Regions from separate parts of the Mus musculus genome. Here region 1 is linked to region 2. Evidence: chromatin contacts called from public Micro-C data. All regions are on one chromosome and are shown on one strand. Each heading gives the region's core, a stretch centred on a gene start, on an enhancer-like site or on the middle of the called end of the contact. The rest is flanking DNA. Distances are from core to core; before and after follow the strand shown. Region 1 has its middle 8.1 kb from the start of Gm39240. Region 2 overlaps Tango6 (transport and golgi organization 6).

The links. Hi-C and Micro-C count contacts between places; a contact is called where the count stands out from the background.
Region 1: a Micro-C map of the HL-1 cell line shows a contact between it and region 2, with 3 times the contacts expected there. The contact joins two enhancer-like sites. A contact is called at or near these places in 5 of 39 promoter capture datasets (the 3T3-L1 cell line, 3T3-L1-derived adipocytes, embryonic stem cells and 2 more), 1 of 484 Hi-C or Micro-C datasets (the HL-1 cell line) and 2 of 115 datasets of contacts at active chromatin or transcription factors (both in embryonic stem cells).

What each region holds. Positions count from the first base shown.
Region 1 is chr8:107,113,016-107,118,863 of GRCm38.p6, reverse strand. No RefSeq gene overlaps it. Among named protein-coding and RNA genes, the nearest start is that of Gm39240, 8.1 kb to the left of the region's middle. Within about 2 kb of position 4,318, at least 131 of the 459 cell types and tissues checked have an H3K27ac peak or open chromatin away from gene starts, as enhancers often do. A contact at or near this core is called in the HL-1 cell line, where this site is marked.
Region 2 is chr8:106,713,955-106,720,083 of GRCm38.p6, reverse strand. It overlaps Tango6 (transport and golgi organization 6), which reads right to left. Exons shown (of 18, transcript NM_173037.1): 8 at 3,363-3,475; 9 at 1,938-2,114. Among named protein-coding and RNA genes, the nearest start is that of Tango6, 34 kb to the right of the region's middle. Within about 2 kb of position 1,678, at least 113 of the 459 cell types and tissues checked have an H3K27ac peak or open chromatin away from gene starts, as enhancers often do. A contact at or near this core is called in the HL-1 cell line, where this site is marked.

The DNA of each region.
Region 1 (5,848 bases), core at 3,069-5,568, 400 kb before region 2:
GGAGATAGATACCTCAGTGGATGAAGGAAGCCAGGTAAAGCCGGGTGCAGTAGTGCCCCTCTGGGAACTCCTACAGCGATACGCAGGTGAAGAACACAGGGGTCCCTGAAAGTCAGAAAGCCAGCTAGGCTGACACCCGAGCTGTCCTCTAACCAGTGTGCACAATTAAATGCTCAAGAGCTCACACCTTGGAGCAAAGAATTAAGGAAAAAAAAGAAAAACCAATCTGTAGTCAAGTGGACTGGCAGTTAAGATCACTCTTGCAGGGACCAGAGTTCTGTTCCCAGTCCCTACAGTTCTACATTTCTGGCAGTTCACAGGCATGAGTCACGCCAGAGACGATACCCTCACATACATACATGGTATACACTCAGACAAACACATGTATATACTCAGAAACAAAAACAAACCTCTTTCTCTCTCTTTTTTTTAATGAGTACAGTGTATAATGAAATTCATGTTGGACCAGCATGAGATCCCAAAGAACAGACCACAGCAATGGTGGGTGTACACGTATCCCAGATGTTTCTTAGGCGTGCCTTGATTATCTCATCCTGGGGACCATTCTGGGTGCTTAGGGCTCCCTCCCAGAGAGGGAGGTGACCTTGGAAACTGGGGCTCCTTTGCAGAGTCACTCCTTCCTGAAGACATCCCAGGAGAATCAAATTATAGATACAGGGCTGGCTGTGGTCTTATACACCTATGTCCCTAGCACTCAGTAAGCCGAGGCAGGATGGTCAGAAGTTCAAGGCCTGCCTAGGTATAGAGAGTTCAAGCCCCCCGGCCCTCTCCTCCCTGTCCAGATAGCTTAGTGATATCTCAAGAAAAAAATAGAAAATATAAATAAAAAGAGCTGGGGATGTAGTTTAATAATAGAGCCTCGCATGTAATAGACCCTGAGTTTTGTTCCTAGTACCAGTTCATACACACACATACACATGCACACACACACAAACACTTGCACATACAAACATACACACCCATACACCCATACATGTGCACATACATGCACATACATACATACATACATACACACATTCACACACACTTGCACACAAAAACATACACATACATGCACATATATACACACAGAAGAGATAGTATTGGGATTTTTTTTTAGCCACCTGTAAAAACAACATTGCTGTTGAAGCATGAAGGAAGCTGGAGAAGTACAAACGCCATGTGTATGTAAAGACATGTAGTGCATAATGCACATGCTTATACAGAAAGTGTTTCCTAGCTGGGCGTGGTGGCGCACGCCTTTAATCCCAGCACTCGGGAGGCAGAGGCAGGCAGATTTCTGAGTTCGAGGCCAGCCTGGTCTACAGAGTGAGTTCCAGGACAGCCAGGGCTAGACAGAGAAACCCTGTCTTGGGGAAAGAAAGAAAGAAAGAAAGAAAGAAAGAAAGAAAGAAAGAAAGAAAGAAAGAAAGAAAGAAAGAAAGATGGAAGGAAGGAAGGAAGGAAGAAAGAAAGAAAGAAAGAAAGAAAGAAAGAAAGAAAGAAAGAAAGAAAGAAAGAAAGAAAGAAAGAAAGAGGGTTTGGCAGCAAGGCTCAGGTTCCTGCTAGAGTGACCAGAGCTCCATCTACCCTCTCAGCCCCTCCCACAGAGGAGAACAGAGCGGCAAGAACAAATAGCTGTGGTTACATTTTAACTTGTGTTTATTTCTCTACAAGTGCTTGTGCTGTTTAATTTGGCCAGTCCACTCAAGATCCTTTTGTAAGTCTGGGTGTGGCTCCTGAACACTAGATCCACGACCTTTGCACACATGCTAAACATTTATAGATTGGAAGGGCTCTTTTTCTCCATCAGTGATCTGAGTAAGTGCCAATCTCCCCACCCCACCCCACCCCACTCCACCCCCAAAAATTAGTATTCTAAAGATAAACTGCCAATAAGTCATCCTGGTCAGCTGAGGGCTGTCTAACAGATAATTTGATAATCCAATTAATTTCAGAGGGCACTGGGGCTTGTTCCTTCCTGATGCTGATTTGGATTTGTAAAGGTTTTCTGGGTTTGCTTTTGTTTTTCATTAAGTAGGATTATCACTATGTTGTACTGGCTGGCCTGGAACTTACTGTTAGACCAGACTAACCTCGAACTCATAGAGAAATCTGATGCCCTCTGAACACAGCAAGGTGTGTGCACCACACCCAGCTAAAGTCTTACTTTATTTATTTGTTTGTTTGTTTGGGGTTTTAGAGACATGATTTTTCTGTGTAGCCCTGGCTGTCCTGGAACTTGCTCTGTAGACCAAGCTGGCCTGGAACTCTGCCTGCCTCTGCCTTTTGTACTGAAATTAAAGGTGTGTGCCACCACGTCCAGCTTAAAATGGGTTTGGTTTGATATGTTGTCCTTTGTTTTCTTAACAGATGCAGAAAGAGCTCTTTAAAGTGATTTCAGCAAATCTATAGACTTAATTTATCAGATGGGAAAACTGAGCTTCAGGGCAAACACAGGTTTTCAGGATCAATAAAAGAACCTGGAACATGTTTTATTTAACAATTCCTCCGGCATCTAAAGCTTTCTGTGGTGATTGTCTTTCGTTTCCCTTATGATCTGCTGGATGGTATTTGGGCCTGGAACTGGAAACCCGTGGACGCCAAGCCGCAGGTTAGTGCTGATGTCAGGGATATTTGAGAATCATTGCTGCCCCCTGCTGTAAGGAAAACAGTTCACAGGTTCCGGAGAGGTATTGAATTTTCCTCAAGGTTTACGTGTATATGTAAGTATACGTGTATGTTTTGTTTTAGACAAAGTCTCTTGTGACTCTGAACGGCCACTAGCCTCAAACTCACTCGAAGCCAAGGATTGCTTTTCACGTCTGGTTCTTCTGCCTCCATCTCTATAGGGTGGGATTACAGGGCTATACTGCCTTGCCTGGGTTCTCTGGTTCTGATGATGGATGTACTTTAGGTAAATTTTCTGCCAACTGAGCTACGTCCTTAGCTTGTCCTGGCTCTTTTTTTCTTTTTTCTTTTCTTTCTTTTTTCTTCCTTTTTGCTTGTTTGGTTTTTTGTTTGTTTGTTTTGTTTTGTTTGATACAGGGTTTCTCCGTGTAACCCTTACTCACTCTGTAGACCAGGCTGGCCTTGAACTCAAAGAGATCTGCCGAAATCTGGGATTAAAGACATGTACCACCACCCCCAGCCATAAAAAAGTAGCAATTTCTGAGGCTTTTTTTTTTTTTTTTTTTTTTTGAGACAGGGTTTTTCTGTGTAACCCTGGCTATCCTGGAACTCACTCTGTAGACCAGGCTGGCCTTGAACTCACTGAGGCTAAATTTTTAACACCATGGAAAGATATAAAGGCACAAGAAACTCTTCCCTGTATCTGTTCCACTTTCCTCTGCTAATTATCATTAATAGTCCTTTCTTTTCTTTGTGTGTGTGAATGTGAGCTGTAAGTGCCTGTGTATGCAGGAATGCACACACTCTTGCGCACGTGAACACACACACATTTTTTAGAAAGTTTTCCTATGTAGCTCTGGATTGCCTCAAACTCACCCATCCTCGCGCCACATCCTCCACGTACCAACATTACAGGCACCGGTTCCCACACCTGACTTAATTTAATCTTTTTAATGAAGAATGGGTCCAGGTGTTTAGTAATACTACCATTTCCAAACCTGCTGGGACATCGAGATCAGAATGTCCCAGGGAGTTTCACTGGAAATCCACAGCTGCCTTCTGTGAACTCCATTCTCATCCCCCAGTCAGGGAAGGAAACTGGAATCTCGACACTGAAGGGCGCGTCCACGGTGCCGGTGTACAGACCACTGTGCGAACAGCCATCCACCCTCCCGTTTCTTGCTACAGGGGCAGCTCCTGTTTCCTGATTTCCTGTTACTCACGGGTTATTCACCAGAGCCTTATCAGGGTGTCTGCACAGCACCAAGACCCTGTGCCTTTCTTCCAGACCCGGGGAGGTATGGTGTGGTGTGAATTTCGACACAGCCAAGGCGGTGTTGCTGGGGGTTAGTTGGTTAGTGTGGGTGTTGGCAGCCAGCTGGGGCTCGGGTAGGGAGCCTGTGTGTGGGTGAAACTCAGGAATCCTGTGGCACTACAGTTACAGAAAAAAATTTAAAGGCCCAGCCCAGGCCTTTACGAAGTACAGCTGAGTCTGACAAACCCAGAACCAGCCCCAGCTCTCAGATCTTCTGGGGCGAGGGGTTGGGAGGGGGCGGGATACAGTTCCCTGTGGGCCCTTCTAAATCAGATAAGACATAATGCAGATGAAACGCGGGTGGGAAACGCACGGTAGACAGCAGATTACAGTCATAAAAAGAGATGACAGATTTCATCGTCACTCATGACCCACCCAAATGTCACGTCCTCTGGGCTCTTTCCCTGGCATTTCCTGCCCCAAGTGGATGTTCTTTCCATTGTACTCCCCGACACTTGAAATCGAACAACAAAAGGAAAAAAAAAATACTACTACTGCTGCCTGAGGTTTCCTGGGTCAGAATATCTAGCTGCTTTCCTGTTTGATCTCCCACCAGTCCAGGGGTCCCAGGGAGTTAAAGGCCCACGGGCTGTTTAGTCACGTGGTCTTCACTTTTCTTTCTTTCTTTTTTTTTTTTTTTTCTTACATACTCAATTAGCTTTCTAATTTCTGTAGCCCTAGAAACAGACCTATACCCGGGCCTCTTGATCCGTAACAAAAGTAGCACTTCAGAAATGAGGGGTTTTGCTTTTGGTTTTCTATGTTTATGATTTTTACAGTGAGTTGGTATGTATCACATGTGTGCAGGTATCCATGGAGACCAGAAAGTATCATATTGTCTGAAACTGGATTTGCTGGCAGTTGTGAGGCACCGTGTGGATGCTGGGAACTGAACCCACCGTTCAAGAACAGTGTGCGTTCTTAAACTCTGAGCCGTGGGTCTGTTAGCCCCGGAAGGGGATTTTCTTAAAGAAGGTCAATGAATCCGATACTCATAGAAAAATAAAATGCACCTGAGCCCTGTTGTTCGCCATTCTCAAACATCAGAGTTAGATTCGATAAAAGGTTACACATGGGGCTGAGGCTGTAGCACCGCTGGTTGAATGCTTGGGTTCCAGACCACCACCGCAGAAAACCAATGTGGTGATGCCTGCCTGTGATCCCACCCATGAGGACTTGACACAGGAGGATCAGGAACTCTGACACTGTCCTTGGCTACAAGCAAGGCCACTTTGAGCCTTTCCTTTGAGGCAGAGGCAGACAGATCTCTGACTTCAGCCTGACAATATGTTGAGTTTCTGGCCAAGCATGGCCACATCTTGAGTCATGAGGATGGGGTAGGTGAGGGAGAGAGAGACAGTTCAGATGGTAAAAGCACCTTTCGCACAAGCCTGCCGATCTGACTTTCCATCCCTGAAACCTCATGGTGGAAGGAGAGAGCTGACTCCTGAATGTTGCCCTCTGACCTCCACACACACCACTGGCATGCTACCCTTTCAGCCTCTCGCTCAGCCTCATCTTTTTTTTTTTTTTTTTTTAAAGACTGTTGCTAGGGCAACAGTTAGTAAAGTGCTCGCCTTGCAAATTCAAAGCCTTGAATTAGATCCCCAAAACCCTTGTAAAAAGCTGGGTGTGACTGCAATCCAGGTGCTGAGAAAGCAGAAAGAGGTGGATTTTTGCTGCTCACAGCCTGGCCCAGTTAGTGAGCTCCAGGCCATCGAGAGAGCCTTTTGGCTTCTGGGATTGTCCTCTGGCCTCCACACATACCTGTATGCACACACACTCACACACACACACACACATTTTGAAATATTTTTATTACTTTTAATTATGTGTATGTAGATATACATCTTGGTGTGGGTATGTCATGTAACCATGGCACCATGGAGATGACCATGGAAG
Region 2 (6,129 bases), core at 429-2,928:
TAGGATGATTGCTTCAAGTTTGAGGCCAGCCTGGACTACACAGTAAATTCTAGACCAACCTGAGCTCCATAGTGAACAAGCAGCAACAATAAAGAAGTTTAAAAAGATCTGCCTCCAACACTCCTATCTAAGCGCTCAAATAGAGCTGGGCTTTTGTTTTTGTCTGTTTCTTCTGAGACAGTCTCATTATATAGCCCAGGCTGCATGGAACTCGCTAGGAAAACCAGACTAGCTCTGAACTCACAGAGATCTGCCTGCCTCTGCCTCCTAAATGTTGGGATTAAAGGTGTGTACTACTGTGCCTGGCTTAAATTTTCTTTAAAACACTTTCTTACTGGAAACTTCTGCTGGGCTAATGGCAGGGTGAAAGGAAAGTGGTGAAACAGATCAGCTGCTTTGGGAACAAATGATTACACACACACACCACATACATATACACATACATATACATACACAACACATACACACATACACACCACACACACACACATACACACACACCACACACACACACACACACACACACACACACACACACACATGAAATTTTCAATTTTTTGGGAACTCTGACTGCTTTAAGTGTCTGTGGGCCCTATTTAAACCCAGGTGTTCATGTAACTTTTGTGTGTGTGTGTGTATGTATGTGTTTGTGTATAATATCAAAAGGACTATACCCCTAACCTGAGCAGACACCCCAGATTTTAAGGAGTGGTTGCTTCTGGCAGTGGATGGAGATTCATTTAATCACTGGTTGCTAACTATATTCTCATCAGGAAGCAAAATAGTAATTTCAGTGAGAACTGTGGGTTTTCATATACATGTGCACTAATTAAGCATGCCAAATAATTCTAAATTCTTACACTCAATGGGCACAGTGATAAAGCTGCTAAAATTCATCAGTTCTCAGGAAGCTTCCATTCATTCTGATAATTCTACTTTAATACATATTTTTTTCTATTTTCGTCAAGTCAATCATATTTGTTTATGTTTTAAATGTTCACTAGATTAATCATGACTATAAAGTTAAATGTAAGCACTTCAACAAGCAGCAACTCTTTGGATGTGGCGGAAGTGAGCAGCTGGACCAGCGACACACTCCATGTGGACAGCCAAGGGAAGCCTAGGTTCTGAGAAAACAGCACCCTCCACAAATCTCAGAAAGCGCAAACAGTCTAAAATACATGCTCACGGCGCTAGGGGCAAAGCTCAGATGCCCAGTGTGCATGCGGCCCTAGGGTCAGTCTCAGCAGGACAAAAATAAAACAAAACAAAACAAAACAAAAAAATGAATAAAATAAAATAAAATACTTGTGAGACATTGGAGAAATAAATGATCCACTCCACTAAAGTCTATTTAGTACGTTCTAATCCATTCTTATGAGAAACAAACTCATTACAAAATTACCAATGACAGTAATCAGACAATTTCCCCTAAGAATAAGGCTGGGGTGGGAGTGGAGGATCTGGGTTTGATTCCCAATATCCACACAGTTCCCAGGGACTGGATACCCTCTGCTCCATCAGGCATGCAAGCAATGCACAGACACAGACAAGACAAATACAGTAATAATCGTAATAAGGCACACATGCATCCTGCTCTTTGAGTCAGAGACAGACTGGACTGACTGCTCGGGAGCTGCGGTGAACATGTGCTGCCCTGTGCTCTGAGTCACTGGCGAACACTGGGCAGTAGCTGGGCTTGCTGCGGTGTAGAGCCGGGAGGCGCCAGCAAACCACACCTACTATTAGCTGGCATCTTGGAATAACACCCAGAGGATCATTTAAGGCTCTGGTTTCTTTAAAGATTATAAATAGCAAGCGCCTTGGCTGCCTGTTTCTGGTTTCCTTTCCATCAGCGCCCCTTAGCGGCTGACTCACAGAACAGTGTCGTATAAAAACTTCTGTCAGGCGTGACAATCGGGGGTTGGTAAGCTCACCTAATGGCCTCTTTGGCGGTAATCACGATGCCACCGTGCGTAGCGGCTCTAAACTGACACTGAGGGTGGAGAGTGGGCACGGTTTTGTCCAACCCCGAAAATCCTTTCAGGCTGGCGATTGCCTTCTTCCTTTCCAGCTTCACCAGAATCCATAACAAGATCTCTTGGCAAAGTGACCTGGTAGATGAAGCAGTTATGAATGAATGAGCTTGTCATCTTATTCCATGAAGCTAGCAAGCTATGCGGGGGGGGGGGGGGGGGGGGGGAAGACACGATGACCGTCAGGTTCCACTTGATCCCAATGCTGCCCGGCCACTGGCTGCTGACACTCGACAGGGAAGCATGCATCTTACAAATTTCAGAGTACAGTGCCCTGGAGGTCACCCAGGGGTAGCTTAACCCTTGGCTCTAGAAGCCACCCCACTCACTAGAAGGGGCTGGGGTAGGCCCATGCTCCCCCGTCAGTCTTTGATGAGGATGGAACGGTGCTATGAGAACTTAATTTTTTTTTTACTTTTTAAAAAGATTTTATTTTTATTTTTAGGCTGGACATTTAGTCTTAACTACAGGGCTGAGTGTCTTTCTTCACCATTAGCAGCCATACTAATGACTGCTCTGAGTTATTGAGCTTATAATTTGTCAGGGACCTTTCTAGGGACTCCAGTTTACACAGTGTCTTCATAGTGACCCAGGAAAGGATGGAACTATAAACTCCTACCATGTGGAAGAAATGCCACAAACGACTGAAAATAGAGCTAATCCAAAAATCAATCTTTTTAAAAATGTATTTATTTAATGTTATGTGTGTGAATGCTCTGCCTGTACTTATGTTTGTGTATCAGATGTCCTGGGACTGCCGTTACAGTTGTTAGCCTCCATGTGGGTGCTGGGAATGGAAGAGCAGCCAGGGCGCCTAAACCGTGGAGCCATCTCTCCAGCCCCTAACTGAATCCGTTTTAAAGTAACACAGAAAGGGGATTGTAGATGACTAAGAAGCCCCTTTCTTCTATACTGAAGACTCTGCATATTAAGGCCAAATTCCAGGTTAAACTATGCAGTCACATCAAATCTGCACTTTTCAAACTTACTCTCCAACACTCCACTTGGGCATCATAAACTCCCACTGGTTTCCCACTTCCCAGAGACAATAAAACGCAGGATTTCTTACCGATCAAACAATGGCATGGTGGTCCATGGAGATACCTTTCCCTTCTACTGTACAGAATAGGCTATGGAAAATCATCCCCAAAACTACACCCAATTTCCCTCAACCTGCAAAATCCTCATTCTTTCTTTCTGTGTAGGCTGAGTAAGAGTCCCCAAACATCTTCCTGACTTTGAGAGAAAGTCTCGCCCTAATTTAAACTTGACCGTTTACAGACAAATGGGATTCTAATTCTAAGCGTATCCGGTCTGCTTGCTTACCTTATGTGAGACACACTCTGCTGGGTAAAACAGTAGAGAGAAAAGAACACCCGGAGGAGCGGAAGCAGCGAGTCCAGCAACACTGGGACAGGTTCATTTGCCACCACATACACCTAGGGACAAGGACACAGAGAGACAAACTACGACCAGGCCAGGGCAACGAGAGCTCATTGCCAGCCTTGCAAGGAACCTGCAGTTTATCTTAAACAGCATTTTCTTCCGAGACACAAAGTTCTAGTCTGTGCTCAGCCTGCCAATGGAGCCATGCTGGTTGAAAGCAGGGAAGGGTGGTTTCCAGCACCTTCTCCCACACGCAGACTGAAAAACAGCCCAAACACAAGGCAACTCACCCACTTCCTGACCCTTGCTTTCCTAGCTTCCGGCTGCCTCTGAGCCTCCTGATGTGGCTACTGTAATCTCCACAGTAGCTTTCCCACTGCAGAAGGCTGGTGTAACAGCTTATTATCAATTAGGAAAACTAAAACCCAGTCAGAAGGGCAAGGCACTGAGCTCAGTGGTGGGGCCTGTGCTGCTGGACTGTCCTTAGGGCTGAAAGAAAAGGAAAATTAAACTAAAACCTTCGTTAGAAACAAAACAGCTCACTGTGGTTCATCTCTTCCAAACCATGATGTTTAATGGATGCTCTATATTCTTTAAATTAAGAATTGTTCAAAAGATATGCTCACAGTAGCCCAAACTCGAAATCCCAGCATTCAGGAGACCAAAGCAAAGGACTGCTCTGAGTTTGATCCAGCTGGGGCTATAGTGAGAAGCCCTGTCTTTTAAAAAAAGGCATTATGGGGGCTGGTGAGATGGCTCAGTGGGTAAGAGCACCCAACTGCTCTTCCAAAGGTCCGGAGTTCAAATCCCAGCAACCACATGGTGGCTCACAACCATCCGATCACAAGATCTGACTCCCTCTTCTGGAGTGTCTGAAGACAGCTACAGTGTACTTACATATAATAAATAAATAAATAAATAGATAAATCTTTAATTAAAAAAAAAAAAAGGCATTATGTGGGGCTGGAGAGATGGCTCGGTGGTTAAGAGCACTGACTGCTATTCCAGAGGTCCTGAGTTCAATTCCCAGAAACCACATGGTGGCTCACAACCATCTGTAATGGGATCTGATGCCTTCTTCTGGTGTGTCTGAAGAAAGCAACAGTGTACTCATATGCATACAATAATAAATAAAAACTTTTTTTTAAAAAAGGCATTATAGCTCATGTCTATAATCTCAGCATCACGGAAGCAGAATGAGCAAAATCACTGAAAGTTTTAGGCCAGCCTGGACTAAGCAGCAAGTTCCAGATTAAACTGGGTTACATAGAAATACCTTGTCTTTAAAAGAGAGAAAGTCAGGACAGGAACGGGGGGAGGTGCGGGTATTGGAGAGCGAGCCCAGTCAGTAAAGCACTTGCTGTGAGAACAGGAGCACCTGAATTTGATCCCCAGCACCCACATAAAAAGTGGACACAGGCATAAGGATTCCCTGAGTGCTAGGAAGCAGAGACAGGAGTAACCCCAGGACTCACTGACCCCATCTACCCAACTGGATGAGCCCAGCTTAGTGAAAGACCCTATCTCAAAACAGAAAGTGGAGCGACTCGGGAAGCCAGCTAACACTGATCTCTGGCCTCTGAATGTACATACAGACACACATATGTACACATATACTCATGAACATGTACACACACATACAACAAACAAACAAAAATAAATGTAATAATCACTCTGGTATTTTAAAAACTTATAACACTCTGAACCTGCACATGGTGGCAAATGCCTGCAACTCTAGTACTCAGGAGACAGAGGTGGGCGGACTGCGGCACACAAGTTCAAGCCCAGCCTCATCTATATTGCTGCAGGCCAGCCAGGGCTACATATCACACAGGGGTACATGCATACATGCATGTATACATACATACACACGCACATACGTATGACCACACAATGTAAATGCATATCTAACTCTCCCTGTTAGTTTTAGCTGTTCTATTTAAAGATGAGGATGGGAACCTTGAAGAGAGCGCTGGGGTACAAATCAGTGCTGTTGCTAAGAAAGTCTGTAGAGAGCTCCGTGTAGATTGGGAAAAGCTCTGTCTTCCCAGCAAACCCTGGCCCTCGTGCCTCTTGACTCCTCTGTGCAACCTGATAACTAAAGAGCCTGTTTCCTGTGCATGATCTAATTTCCATAAGCTGCAAATGAAGGGCCTTGTAGGGCTGTGTTCAGAGGCAATATGCAGGCCTAATTACAGCATCACCAACTGCAGGAGGGAAAAGAAGAGATCACCAGGTAACGTAAGGGCCTATTGTCTTGCTCTGGAGCCCTGTTCTCAGAGTAAGTACTGTGGAGCCTTCCTTCTGCACCAGCCACCACACTTTGAATTTTACTATTTTTGTTCTGTTTTGGTTTGTTCTTGCAGTGATAGACACTGAGCGCAGAGCTCAGCTTGCCAAGCCCTCCACCCCTGAGCTACAGCCTGAACTCAAATTTTAACATGGCTTCAATCTCAAACATTTTCCAATTTTTAAAAAAAAAGGTGATTTTATATTTAGAAGAAAAAAACAGTACAGCAATTTATACAAATATATTATTTAATTAAAAAAAATTTTTTTTCAAGAAAGGGTTTCTCTGTGTAGCCCTGGCTGTCCTGGAACTCACTCTGTAGACCAGGCTGGTCTTAGATCCGCCTGTCTCCTGAGAACTGGGATTAAAAGTGTGCACCACCACGTCCCACCTATTTAATTTTTATACAAAGGCAAG